Linked DNA regions of Mus musculus: all the other regions are linked to region 2. The links are chromatin contacts, called in public Hi-C maps. All regions are on one chromosome and are shown on one strand. The core of a region is the stretch at or near the end of the contact, and the rest is flanking DNA. Distances in the headings are between cores, read along the strand shown. Region 1 has its middle 7.0 kb from the start of Gm31240. Region 2 overlaps Gm40677 (a long non-coding RNA gene). Region 3 overlaps Gm40678 (a long non-coding RNA gene).

What was found. Hi-C and Micro-C count contacts between places; a contact is called where the count stands out from the background.
Region 1: a contact with region 2 is called in a Hi-C map of cerebellum, with 2.2 times the contacts expected there. The contact joins two enhancer-like sites. A contact is called at or near these places in 3 of 484 Hi-C or Micro-C datasets (cerebellar granule neurons and cerebellum).
Region 3: a contact with region 2 is called in a Hi-C map of cerebellum, with 2.6 times the contacts expected there. The contact joins two enhancer-like sites. A contact is called at or near these places in 1 of 15 datasets of contacts at CTCF or cohesin (embryonic stem cells), 4 of 484 Hi-C or Micro-C datasets (cerebellar granule neurons, cerebellum, embryonic stem cells and 1 more) and 1 of 115 datasets of contacts at active chromatin or transcription factors (pancreatic cancer cells).

The regions. Positions count from the first base shown.
Region 1 is chr10:66,736,634-66,740,599 of GRCm38.p6, forward strand. It overlaps the pseudogene Gm18777. Among named protein-coding and RNA genes, the nearest start is that of Gm31240, 7.0 kb to the right of the region's middle. Within about 2 kb of position 2,603, at least 3 of the 459 cell types and tissues checked have an H3K27ac peak or open chromatin away from gene starts, as enhancers often do. A contact at or near this core is called in cerebellum, where this site is marked.
Region 2 is chr10:66,368,001-66,371,763 of GRCm38.p6, forward strand. All of the region lies in intron 2 of Gm40677 (a long non-coding RNA gene), which reads right to left. Among named protein-coding and RNA genes, the nearest start is that of Gm22594, 110 kb to the right of the region's middle. Within about 2 kb of position 2,316, at least 5 of the 459 cell types and tissues checked have an H3K27ac peak or open chromatin away from gene starts, as enhancers often do. A contact at or near this core is called in cerebellar granule neurons and cerebellum, where this site is marked.
Region 3 is chr10:66,805,507-66,809,903 of GRCm38.p6, forward strand. All of the region lies in intron 2 of Gm40678 (a long non-coding RNA gene), which reads right to left. Among named protein-coding and RNA genes, the nearest start is that of Gm40678, 22 kb to the right of the region's middle. Within about 2 kb of position 2,050, at least 12 of the 459 cell types and tissues checked have an H3K27ac peak or open chromatin away from gene starts, as enhancers often do. A contact at or near this core is called in cerebellar granule neurons and cerebellum, where this site is marked.

The sequences.
Region 1 (3,966 bases), core at 1,353-3,852, 370 kb after region 2:
TATTGGTAAAATTGAACATTTGCGATTTTGTAAAATAAATAATAAAAAATAAAAAAACTTCAGTGATGAACTATGACCAGAGGTGTAAGCAAAATAACCCCTTCCCTCCCCCCCAAAAAAAACCACAAATAATTTATCGAAAAATATTAAGATTCTTGACTTGCAACGCCCTGTGCTAGATAGCTGAGGGCTGAGAAAATCAGTAATAGGATTAAGAGGTGTTGGACTCGTCTAGGAAAACATTTGCTCCCCCTTAAATATCTCCTGTAAAGAGTTACTCCTGCCACATACCACCTCACTGTGACGCCAGGCTCCATGACTACTCCTACTGATGTCAACCCTGACGTTAGAGGACAAGGCTCACCAGACACTACCAAGCGAAATTCGGAACAAGCCCTCGCTCAGCGACAGGGCTCAGCGACAGGGCTCAGCGACAGAGCCGTAAAACGCAGTTGGGTTTCACGGTCTGATTTAAACACCATAGGAAAACTCTCATGGCAGCTCATAAATTTCAACCTTCAACAGTTTTGCAATGAAGAGAGACATGACATGCTCCAAAAAGATTTTCCAGAAAAAGCCAGGCACGCCAGCTCATACCTGGAATGCCAACATTCAGGAAGCTGAGGCAGGGCGTTGCCATCACTTAAAAGTTAGCCTGGGCTACACAGGGAGCACCAGGCCATCATGACCATGGCTGAGGCAAGAAAACCAAAATACCACACCACAACGAAGATGATGACGACAAGGATGGTGATGGTGAGAAGGAGGAGGAGGAGGAGGATGGCGGCAATAATAGTTAATAAATTCTTAAGATTCCCAGATAGCTGGAGGCTTTAAATCTTAGTTTTATGTCAAAAAAGGCCAAAGGTTATTTTCGAATGTAATAAAGCTCCCATGCAGACAATGAACAGACATCAAGAAATAGTCATTTATCAGGTAGAATTTGTGTCTGTGCTTCAGAAATCAGTGACGGTACAAGGGGTAGGGAGGATGGATCCAGTGCCTAAATAAAGAAGCCACATCCAAAGCAAGATGCTACTCGGCCTGCGTCCAACCTGGATAAGGACTCCTCTGCCTCTAGATGCTGGGCACAAACCGACACAGGCGCAGTGAACACAGGAAAGGCTTCAGGTGCATCCGAACCGTGACCTATGTGTGTCCACGTAGGACCAGAATGGCTATGAGATACAGCCCAACACAAGAGATTAAACTGATGATTCAGACGCCGAGCCATCAACCAGGCGCATACAAGAGCTGGTCCGAGGGCTCGCCTACACATATATACAGAGGAAGACTTCCTGGTCTGGCCTCAGTGTGAGAAGACGCATGTGCCTAACCCTCGAGAGACTTAAGGCCCCAGGGAGTGGGGAGGCCTGGTGCGAGGGGAAGGGGTGGAGACATCCTCGTGGAGAAGGGAGGAGGAGGAGGAGGAGGAATGGGATGAGGAACTGTGAGAGAGCAGACCCGGATGTGTAATGGCCAGACTGTAAAAAACATAAATAATAATAATAACAATAATAACAAACGTTGTGATTGGTTTCCTTTCAGATTTTCTCTTTGTCCATTCATTGAAGGGTTTTCGATCACGAACTGGGTAGGCCGAAATGCTGAAAGGTTGCCCACCAGCTACTAGAATGCAGTTCCTAGCGTCCTGGACTCAGCCTCCCCAGTGAGTGAACAGCAGCGCAATATGTGGTAGCCCTTGCTTAGAGAAAAGAAACGAAGGAAATTGACCCAGGATATAAATCTCAAGGGAGGGCAGGTTGGCGGAGCGCAGTTCCAGCACCCTGAGCCATGCTGTGGTTTGCTATTTACAATGATAGTGGATGTGTTTTGTTTTTTGTTTTGTTTTGTTTTTTACTATTACTGGTTGGTGTTTTGGTTTTGTTTGTTTGTTTTTAAAAACATTTCTCTATGTAGCCCTGGCTGTCCTAGAACTCCCTCTGTAGGCTAGGGTACCTTCAAACACTCGGAGATCCACCTGCTTCTGCTGATATTAAAGGTGTGCACCACCACCACCTGGCTGGTGGGTAAGTTCTTAGTCTGTCTCTTGGGTCTCCCACTTACAAAATGATAGTCCTTTACCTGCCTTAACATGGTTGTCATGGAGATTAGCATTTGGTGCACAGTAATCACCATTCAGAAAAGGGTTAATGAAATAAAATAAGAGGTAAACGTGGGTAAGCCCACTCCACAGGAAGCAAGGCCATTTGATATAAAGCAACCTGACACTTAAAAAGGAGTTTCTATTGAAAAATCAATCCAAAAGTGTGACAGGGCCACCTTAGAGAACCGTACCTTTAGTGCAAAAAAAACTGATGTTGCCTCTGACCATCAGAAAGATCTCAGGGGCATATGTATGATGCTCCCTCTGCCTTTAGGACGCCTTCAGTTCTAGCAGCTGCAGGAAAAGCTGGATTCAGTCATTAGCCAGAATTCAGAACTACCCTCTCCCAGTCCCCTCCCCCCTCCTCCCTCCCCCCTCCCCCCGCCATGAGTCACCTGAATCCACGTTGAACACAAAGGAAATTAACTGTGCCCTTCCCAGATGGCAAAGAGATTCACACTCTTTCTGAAAATGCTCATCTCGCCCAAATCTGTCTCCCCGCGGGAGACATGTGCCTGCTGCCTGAATACTCCAAAGGATTAAGGAAGGCTGTGTGCAGACTCTAATGGCTACATTTACTCAACAGTTATGGGAGAAATGAATATTTTGACACAAAACAACACTTCTACCTTCCCATTACCAATTCAACTATTCCCACGCCCCCAAAAAATAAAAAAATAAATAAAAAATAAAAAATAAGCCATTCTCCACTAGGAAAGATGACTACATTACCCACAGTGATCTATCTTAACAATTAAAGAAGGCCAGGGTACCCAGCATGTTCACATATCAATGGCTGGTGTATACTTCTCCTATCTGCTTTTCAAAAAGCCTTAAGAAAAACAAAAGCTGGGGAGTCTAGTTACCTGTACAGTCTCCATTGATGAACACTCTTCAAAACATCAATTGGCACTCTCGGCACCAGATCTGGTAAGAAACTAAGCAGAGTGCCTGACTGAAGTCAGCCCTAAAGATGTATGGTACTTGGTTCACATGCCGGCAGTCATCCTTATCAAACGGTACCCTGCCACCTCAGCATCACGAGGAAGGCTGGGGCTTACCCTGGGTCTTTATTTCTGTGTCAGATCTAGGATCCAGAGATGAGAAAGAGGGCTGGCTTCAGGAGTAAGCATACCATAAGCCAGTTGAGGGATCTGCACTAGTCATCGAGAACACAGAAATGTAGAGTGTGTGTGCACATGTGTGTAGAGGCCAGAGGTTCTGCTCCTGTCCATTCATCGAGAGCTATGCATCTTGTTTTTTGAGACTAGGTCTTTCATTCTCCTGGAACCCACCAAGTAGACTGAGCTGACTGGTCCCCAAAACTCAGGTGTTGCCCCGTGTCTACCTCACCAGAGCTGGGATTCTAAACATATGCCATCATACCTGACTTTTTTATTGATGTTCTCCCATGGACCACAGTGAACATGCATGGTTTTCACGGATGAGTTTAGGACAGGAAGGGAAGGAAGAAGGAAGAGGCGTCCAAAACGTGAATGTGTTGTGTACAAAGAGAAATGACAGACACAACCCCCTCCCTTAGCCCTTGGCACTATCTTTTTCTTTGTCTTCCCCATTCTTTGGATACGTGTGCCATGGCTATCTCCCTTCAGAAATGCTCCCATAGTTTGTGGACATTTCACATTAGCATCTTTTACAAGAACCAGCTCTGCCTCCCATGTGCCATTCCGTTTTGTTAGGAACTCAAGTCACCATGGGAATCTGTTACCCCAGCGATCCTTTCTAAGTTCTAAAAGCCCTCAAAGCCCTGAGCAGTACTATAGCTCCTCACAGCCTTCTCTTCATCACTTAATATCATCAGCATTGTTCAAGAAATTGGATTTCCTCCTGTTACCTTC
Region 2 (3,763 bases), core at 1,066-3,565:
TTGACGTCTTTGTAACAATGGACTATAGCCTGCAACTGTGAGTTAACATGGACTGTTTCTCTCTGACCTATCCTAGAAAAGCTAACTCATACCTCATCTGCTAAGATGTCCCTCCCAATCCATATATATTATCATTATTGTAACCAATGTTGCTGCTAGTTTAGTAAAGACATCATGGGTTGAGCACTTATCATATGTCAGTCATTCTCTTGGGCAACTTAGATAGATTATCCCTATAAGGTCTCACAAAACGGTAGGGGTTTCTATTGTTATCCAAACTTCTAATATGTTGAAACTAAAGCCAGTCTCCATGAGTGACCTAACAAACAATGAAGCACACTGAATTATCCTTCCAGGAATGATGAAATCTAAATGAGTCTAATTCCTCAATCTGTCATTCTTGTTCATTTTATCTTGACAGAGGGAGAAAAGTTCACAAGCAGCTGAATGGTTTATTACACTCCCATTGACAGATGGCTTACTACAGACACACACACACAAGCACGCACACAGTCAAGTTAGAGCACTAGATTGGTTAGCCTCTAGCAATAGTGATAATAATAATAATGACAGCAGTCGATGGCCAGTATGTACATGTGGTGATCACTATGGGCCAAACATGATGGGTGGTAGCACATGTGTGCTGTATACACTTATTTCTGAAACAATAATAACTTACCATCCTCTCTGTCCTGAAGATAAGAAACACAGGCTGTAAGACTCTGAGTTACTTGTACAAGCAACATATCCAGCAGTGGAATAGAAATTAATTACAGATCAAGTATATTACTTGTTCCATTCCATCAAGGAAGGGCCCTACTACATTTTAATCTTAATCTAATGATTAGATATTACTTTTGAAAAGTTTAAATAGTAGAGATGGAGTTTATGAAGCTTCAGGGGTAAAAATCTGATCATAAGACATACCTATAGAAATCAGAGGAAGCCTAAAAACAGCCTTGCCTGTTAGCTTCATTGAGGAATGAAAGCAACAAGCATGTTTGGTTTTACAAATGTTCTACCCTTTCAGGATGCTACAAGAGAATACTGAGGATGTAAAAATAAACAATAGAAATAGATTTCTCATTTTAAGACAGCCAAGAGCAAAGCGTGGGCAGATCCATGCTTCTTGGCTCTCGGGTACCAGTCATATTAACTGGTTTTCTCATTGCTGTGAATGGTTACTTGTCAGGAGCAATGTAAGAGAGGAAAAGCTTACATTGTCTCATGGTTTGAGGGTGTCAGCCATCACAGTGAGGAAGGCATGGGAGTCAGAGTGGTTCTTGTCCATGTTGTCAGGACAGTGAATCTGCTTGCTCATAACTGAGGATGCAGGAAGTACAAAGAATCAACATTGAGACTGGAAGTGGGATAGCCATACACTTTAAGACCCATCCCTAATGACTCACTTTCTAAAGGATCCACAACCTCCCAAGGTAGCATCACCAATGGGGTACTGCATACTTAAACACAGGACTCTTTGAAGTAACACTTTACATCCAAACTATGAGACCCATCTTGATGCTGTGTGACACGCATCCAAAGGAATGAGAAGGCTCCCTGGTTACATCCTTTTGAAAAGGAAATGAAACTTCCACCTTTCCAAAGGTTTGCTTCCAAACATCACATGAAGACTTAGTTGCCAGCATGTGACTGGGATGAAGTAGCAGATCATAAATATTCAGTCAACTGCAATATCTTTACCCAGCATCACCTTGATGTCCCAGGGCAGGGTGGTACCCAAGGTGGGGTTTCTCCTCTGAGAAGAGAAGGGGGTAATGAAAGGAAGGATTTATAAGGGTAGGGTTGGGAGGAGAGGGGGGAGGAGAACTGCAACCAGGATGTAAAGTGAATAAATAATTTTTAAAAGAGCAATTTTCCTTGGCTTTAGAACCCAGGGAGGTTGAGAGTGGTCCAGGAAAAAAAATCTAATTTCAAGTCTCTCTCAAAATAGCTGGCATTTGTGTGCCAAGAATTACTTCCTCTAAATACAAAACAAAAACAAGCAAACAAACAAAAACAGCTATGCATGCTTGTAGCTGCTTGTATTATGAATGCTATTTGTTTCTCCCTCAAAACTGTTTGCACTAGAGGGTCTGCACTTAGCTTCTGGGAACCCGCCCCCAGTTGGTTCTGATTAGTAAATAAAGATGCCAACAGACAATAGCTGGGGAGGACAGACAAAGGCATGATTCCCAGGCTTGGAACCAGGAAGAGAGGAAGGAGGAAGATCTGCCATGCTTTAAGAGAGTGTGGAGAGCAGAGACACGCAGAGGCTATGGAGTAGAAAAGCAAGGAGAACACTCCAGGCTCTGGGCCAAAACAATGTGGCCCAGATGGCTGACTTATTAGAGTTAAGAGCAGCTAAGATGGAACATGGAAATTAGTAAGCAGTAACTCAGAATTACCGGTGGGAGGTAGATTCTAACAGCATGGAGGTTAGGCAGCTAACCAGCTATAGTGCTGCTTAAGGCATATTAAAATAGAAAGGCTGGGTATGTGTCTTTCATTCAGGAACCTAAACCATTGAGGCAGTTAGTGACCCTGTCTGGGATTTATTCATTGATAATTAATTCTACTCATGCTAGCCTTTCAAGTTAAAGAAAAGGTTTCAGAAAAACTAGCCAATATAGAAAACACAAAGCAAGTGTTTTCTAAGTATGGTGCTCCTTTTAGTGATCAGGTTCATGGAAAAGGAAGGGGTAGGTGGCAGTCCAGGTGGTATTCGATAAGAAAATTGATTGCACAGGGTCTTCCTTTTGAAGAATTTCTATTCTCAGGCTCCAACATGCCCATCTCTTCCTACCCTAGGTTACAAACACAGAGATCACACAATCTGTTCTACTTTTCTTGTCTGTTGTTATGATAGAACACTGAATGAAGTCAAATTAGGGGAAAAGGGTTTGAATCCAGGCAAGGCTTCAGGTAGAAAGCAGATGGCAGGACTGGACCAGAGACCATGGGGGAAATGCTGGTATGAACTAGCTTGTTCTCTGTAGCTTGCTCAACTGCTTTGTTAAGTAATCCAGGCTAACCTGCTAAGGAATAGTATTGCCCACAGTGGACTAGCCCTCCTGCATTAATCATTACTCAAAATGCTACACAGAAATATGTATAGGCCAATATATTGAAACCAAATCCTTAATTGAGGTGCCTCTTCCTGGGTTACTTAGGCTGTGCCAAGTTAACAGAGATGAAACAGTACACAGAACATCAGCAACATCAAACATGAATGACAGTTATTGTTTGGATTTGGGAATTCACCTAACTTGAAATTTTTTTCCCAGGTTCATGATCACAGAGATCAAACTGAGTGCATTACCCTGCAGCCATCACATAGGAAGGCTCTCTCCTTAGAGCAAGTACCATCCATCTCATCTAAAACTTTGCATAAACATTTGTTCCTGTGGGGAACTTTTAAGAAAATAAGTCAAGTTAGTAAATGGCACCAGAAAGTTTTCCAATATTCTGAAGTGTTACACACACTGTACCCTCTTCCCATATGTCTCAATGAAGCTTTTTATTGCTAGGGACATGAGGAAAGTTGTTTTGTGTGACTGATTAAAACTATATTTTCACTAGCTAAAGAACTTTATGGGCTGTCGCCAGGTGGGATAATGGATCCCATCCTTTAATCCTCGCCTTTCAGGCAGAAGTTCCAAATGGCACTTCCTAATTTTAATACACTTCATAAATTTATCCTATTTCCTGAACCTTCTACCTCAAACACACCGCTCTTGCCATCCAATTTCTCTTCTTCATT
Region 3 (4,397 bases), core at 800-3,299, 440 kb after region 2:
TCGTGCAACCCTGGCTGGCCTCATGCTAGCAATCCCCCCTGTGGGTTGAGCATGCACCCCTGACCCCATTCTCCCTGCTATCAGTCCCTGTTACATTGCTGTCCCCCACACATTGGTTCTGAACTGTCTTCAGGGGACACAAGCGTCTCACTGCTTGCTCAGCTGTATGTCCTTAGCACATCTGTTCACAGTCTCACTCTGTTCTGTTCATACCAGGACACACCTTCACCTCATTGGCTTATTATTCACTTTTGACTTTTAACTGTATTAGTTTGTTTGTTTATTTTAGAAGGGGGTTATCCACACGCCACAACATATATGTGGAGGTCAGAGGACAACTTTTGGAAGTCCATTCCTGCCCTCTACCATGTGGGCCTTCAGGCCTAGCAGCGACCATCTTTAGCCTCCAAGCCCAGCTTATTATTTATTCTGCCACAGAGCAGTGCCTTCTACACAATGTTCCAACACAAAGCAGCTCAACAGAGTTAAGGGTTCTAATGAGCTTGCAGTAATGGTACCACCACTGCCTCCAACAGCCTTCCCTTCCTCTCCTCACCAGTCCATGGAGTTCTTAAACTAATTACATCATCCTTACAAAATCCAACAGACTGGGCCTCCCGGAGATGACAAACAGAGCCTCCAACACACAAACCAACAGCATTTCTCGACTTACTCATTTTTGAATTTCCTATAGAGGATCTCTTTGCATGCATGTGGTCCCCCTGCAGGAGACATAGTCTGATCCCCAATTTACAGATTAAACAAACTGAAGTTTGGATCGCATACGCAACACAGCCAAATACACATGTTGAATAAATCGCTGTATGAGTTAAAGACAGATGGGAGAGGGGGTGGGTAGATAGATAGATAGATCGATAGATAGATTATAAATTGGTAGGAGGTAGATGATAAATGGAGAGATGATAGATAGATAGATAGATAGATAGATAGATAGATAGATAGATAGATAGATAGATAGATAGGTAGATAGAGACAGGCAGACTCGAGTCAGCTATGAAATAGTAACAACAAAAGAATCACATCTGAGAACTAAGAATCCAAAGGTTACTCTGTCCTTAGGCTAGTGCCTCGGAGCCCTGGTTGTCTTGCAATGGCTATCTTCTACTGGGGCAGGCCCAACAATGGGTAGTTGGACAGTCCACAAGGCTGGGTACCTCAGCATCCCAATCTGGCTCCCGAAGACAGAAGCTCCCTAGAGAACCATGATAGAAACTTGGAAATGCTGGTTCTACTATCAGAGCAGGAATCTACAGCTCAGGGGCAAGAGGGAGCCCAAGCGAGTGGAAGGGGAGAAACCCTGCGCCCACCAAGCCCTTTTCATCTAGAGAAGATCCCGCCCGCAGTCATGGTGAGTCTTCCTGCATCAATTTACCACAATAAGGACAATCCTTTGGGTTAGGCTTCCTCCCCCGTGGATTCTATTTGTGCCAAGAGTACATTAAAACCAACCACACCAACATCTCCACCGAGGTCAGCCTGGATTTCTGCTTCTACCCTCGACTTTTCTTCCTACGTGAGAGGAATGAAGCCACTACAACGCCATCATGGAACAAGTATCTACTTACTGGGTAATGGTGAAATTATTATGGTATAGTTCACTGGACCATAACTGTACCGGGCTCTAGGCATTGGCTGGAGCAGAACCTACCCTGTCTTCCTGAGGTTGACTGTCAGGCAAATGGCAGATGCATTCATTAAATGTAAGATCCAATAATCACTCTACTATTACACTGCAAAAGTGCTATGAAGGAAACAAGTTCCCTGCCGTGAGCCAAGTGTGAGTCCCAGGGCTGGCTTAGTCTCAGGGAAGGAACTATGGAGTCAGAAGCAGTGGGAGGCGCCTTGCCGGTCTGCCAGGGTCTCGGAACCGCAAAGGGCAAGCATACTTCTGGCCCACCACTCTGCATTACTGGCCCTTCTCTTCTCCCCTAATTGGCGCCTTGAAGGTGTCTCCTGCGTTTTCCCTTCACGCCCAGTGCCTGGCTATATGTTCAGCTTACCCTGGCACTGCAGCACCACAGCCACGCAGAAAAAGTCCCACGTAAAGCGACACCATTCAGAGAGAAGAATTGGCCCAAGTGATTAGGGCACGTGTTGGGTTCTATTTGGCGGGTCTGAGTCCCGAAGATTTAGAGACTATTATTTCCTGAGGAAGAGGAGGCTGGTGGAGGGGATGAACAAGCTATTATGCTGACACCAAAATTAAGGCAATGTTCTGACACTGTTCTGAACTGAGCAGCAAGCTGGGTTCCTGCCGCCCATGAGCCTTGCCTTTGCTACCATCTGCTGGTCACTATGGGAAATGCGCTATAACTCACCCAGACCTCTCTTTTTTTTTTTTTTTTTTTTTTTTTTTTTTCCATTTTTTATTAGGTATGTAACTCATTTACATTTCCAATGCTATACCAAAAGTCCCCCATATCCACCCACTCCCACTCCCCTGCCCACCCACTCCCCCTTTTTGGCCCTGGTGTTCCCCTGTACTGGGGCATATAAAGTTTGCAAGTCCAATGGGCCTCTCTTTCCAGTGATGGCCGACTAGGCCATCTTTTGATATATATGCAGCTAGAGTCAAGAGCTCCGGGGTACTGGTTAGTTCATAATGTTGTTCCACCTATAGGGTTGCAGATCCCTTTAGCTCCTTGGCTACGTTCTCTAGCTCCTCCATTGGGAGCCCTATGATCCATCCATTAGCTGACTGTGAGCATCCACTTCTGTGTTTGCTAGGCCCCGGCATAGTCTCACAAGAGACAGCTACATCTGGGTCCTTTCAATAAAATCTTGCTAGTGTATGCAATGGTGTCAGCATTTGGATGCTGATTATGGGGTGGATCCCTGGATATGGCAGTCTCTACATGGTCCATCCTTTCATCTCAGCTCCAAACTTTGTCTCTGTGACTCCTTCCATGGGTGTTTTGTTCCCAAATCTAAGGAGGGGCATAGTGTCCACACTTCAGTCTTCATTCTTCTTGAGTTTCATGTGTTTAGCAAATTATATCTTATATCTTGGGTATCCTAGGTTTGGGGCTAATATCCACTTATCAGTGAGTACATATTGTGTGAGTTTCTTTGTGAATGTGTTACCTCACTCAGGATGATGCCCTCCAGGTCCATCCATTTGGCTAGGAATTTCATAAATTCATTCTTTTTAATAGCTGAGTAGTACTCCATTGTGTAGATGTACCACATTTTCTGTATCCATTCCTCTGTTGAGGGGCATCTAGGTTCTTTCCAGCTTCTGGCTATTATAAATAAGGCTGCTATGAACATAGTGGAGCATGTGTCCTTCTTACCAGTTGGGGCATCTTCTGGATATATGCCCAGGAGAGGTATTGCTGGATCCTCCGGTAGTACTATGTCCAGTTTTCTGAGGAACCGCCAGACTGATTTCCAGAGTGGTTGTACAAGCCTGCACTCCCACCAACAATGGAGGAGTGTTCCTCTTTCTCCACATCCACGCCAGCATCTGCTGTCACCTGAATTTTTCATCTTAGCCATTCTGACTGGTGTGAGGTGGAATCTCAGGGTTGTTTTGATTTGCATTTCCCTGATGATTAAGGATGTTGAACATTTTTTCAAGTGCTTCTCTGCCATTCGGTATTCCTCAGGTGAGAATTCTTTGTTCAGTTCTGAGCCCCATTTTTTAATGGGGTTATTTGATTTTCTGAAGTCCACTTTCTTGAGTTCTTTATATATGTTGGATATTAGTCCCTGTCTTAGTCAGGGTTTCTATTCCTGCACAAACCTCAGGACCAAGAAACTGAGGTGCTGGCTGAAGGAGAAGGAAATACAGAATGGGTAGTAGAGGAAGGTAGTTATAAATACCAATTAAGGCCACGTAACCAGTTGCAGAAACGAGGATTATAAAGTAATATGAATGCCCATTGTAAATTTACTAATGCGTTTGCGATTGTACGAGGGATAGTTATATCATGTTAGGCGTATTTACAACCTTGTTATTGTTTCATGTGAACATGAGATATTATTTGTGTCAAGTTGACAAGGGGTGGATTGTAGTGGCTATTCCTGGTTGTCAACTTGACAATATTTGGAATGAACTACAATCCGGAATTGGAAGGCTCACCAGTGACCCTTATCTGGAGGCTTGGAGATCCTTATCTGGATCTTGGTTTGAAGATCTTGAGCCACAGTGGCTATGGATTCCAGAAGATTGAATCTCCGAGTTTAAGGAACACACCTTTAATCTGGGCTACACCTTTCATCTGGGATTAAAGGTGTGGCGGAACACACCTTTAATCTGGGCTACACCTTCTGCTGGAGACAATATAAGGACATTGGAAGAAGGGAGTCTAGCTCTTGCTCTTGCTCCTTCGCCTGCTTGCCGTGTGAGACTGAGTAACTGCTAGATCCTTGGA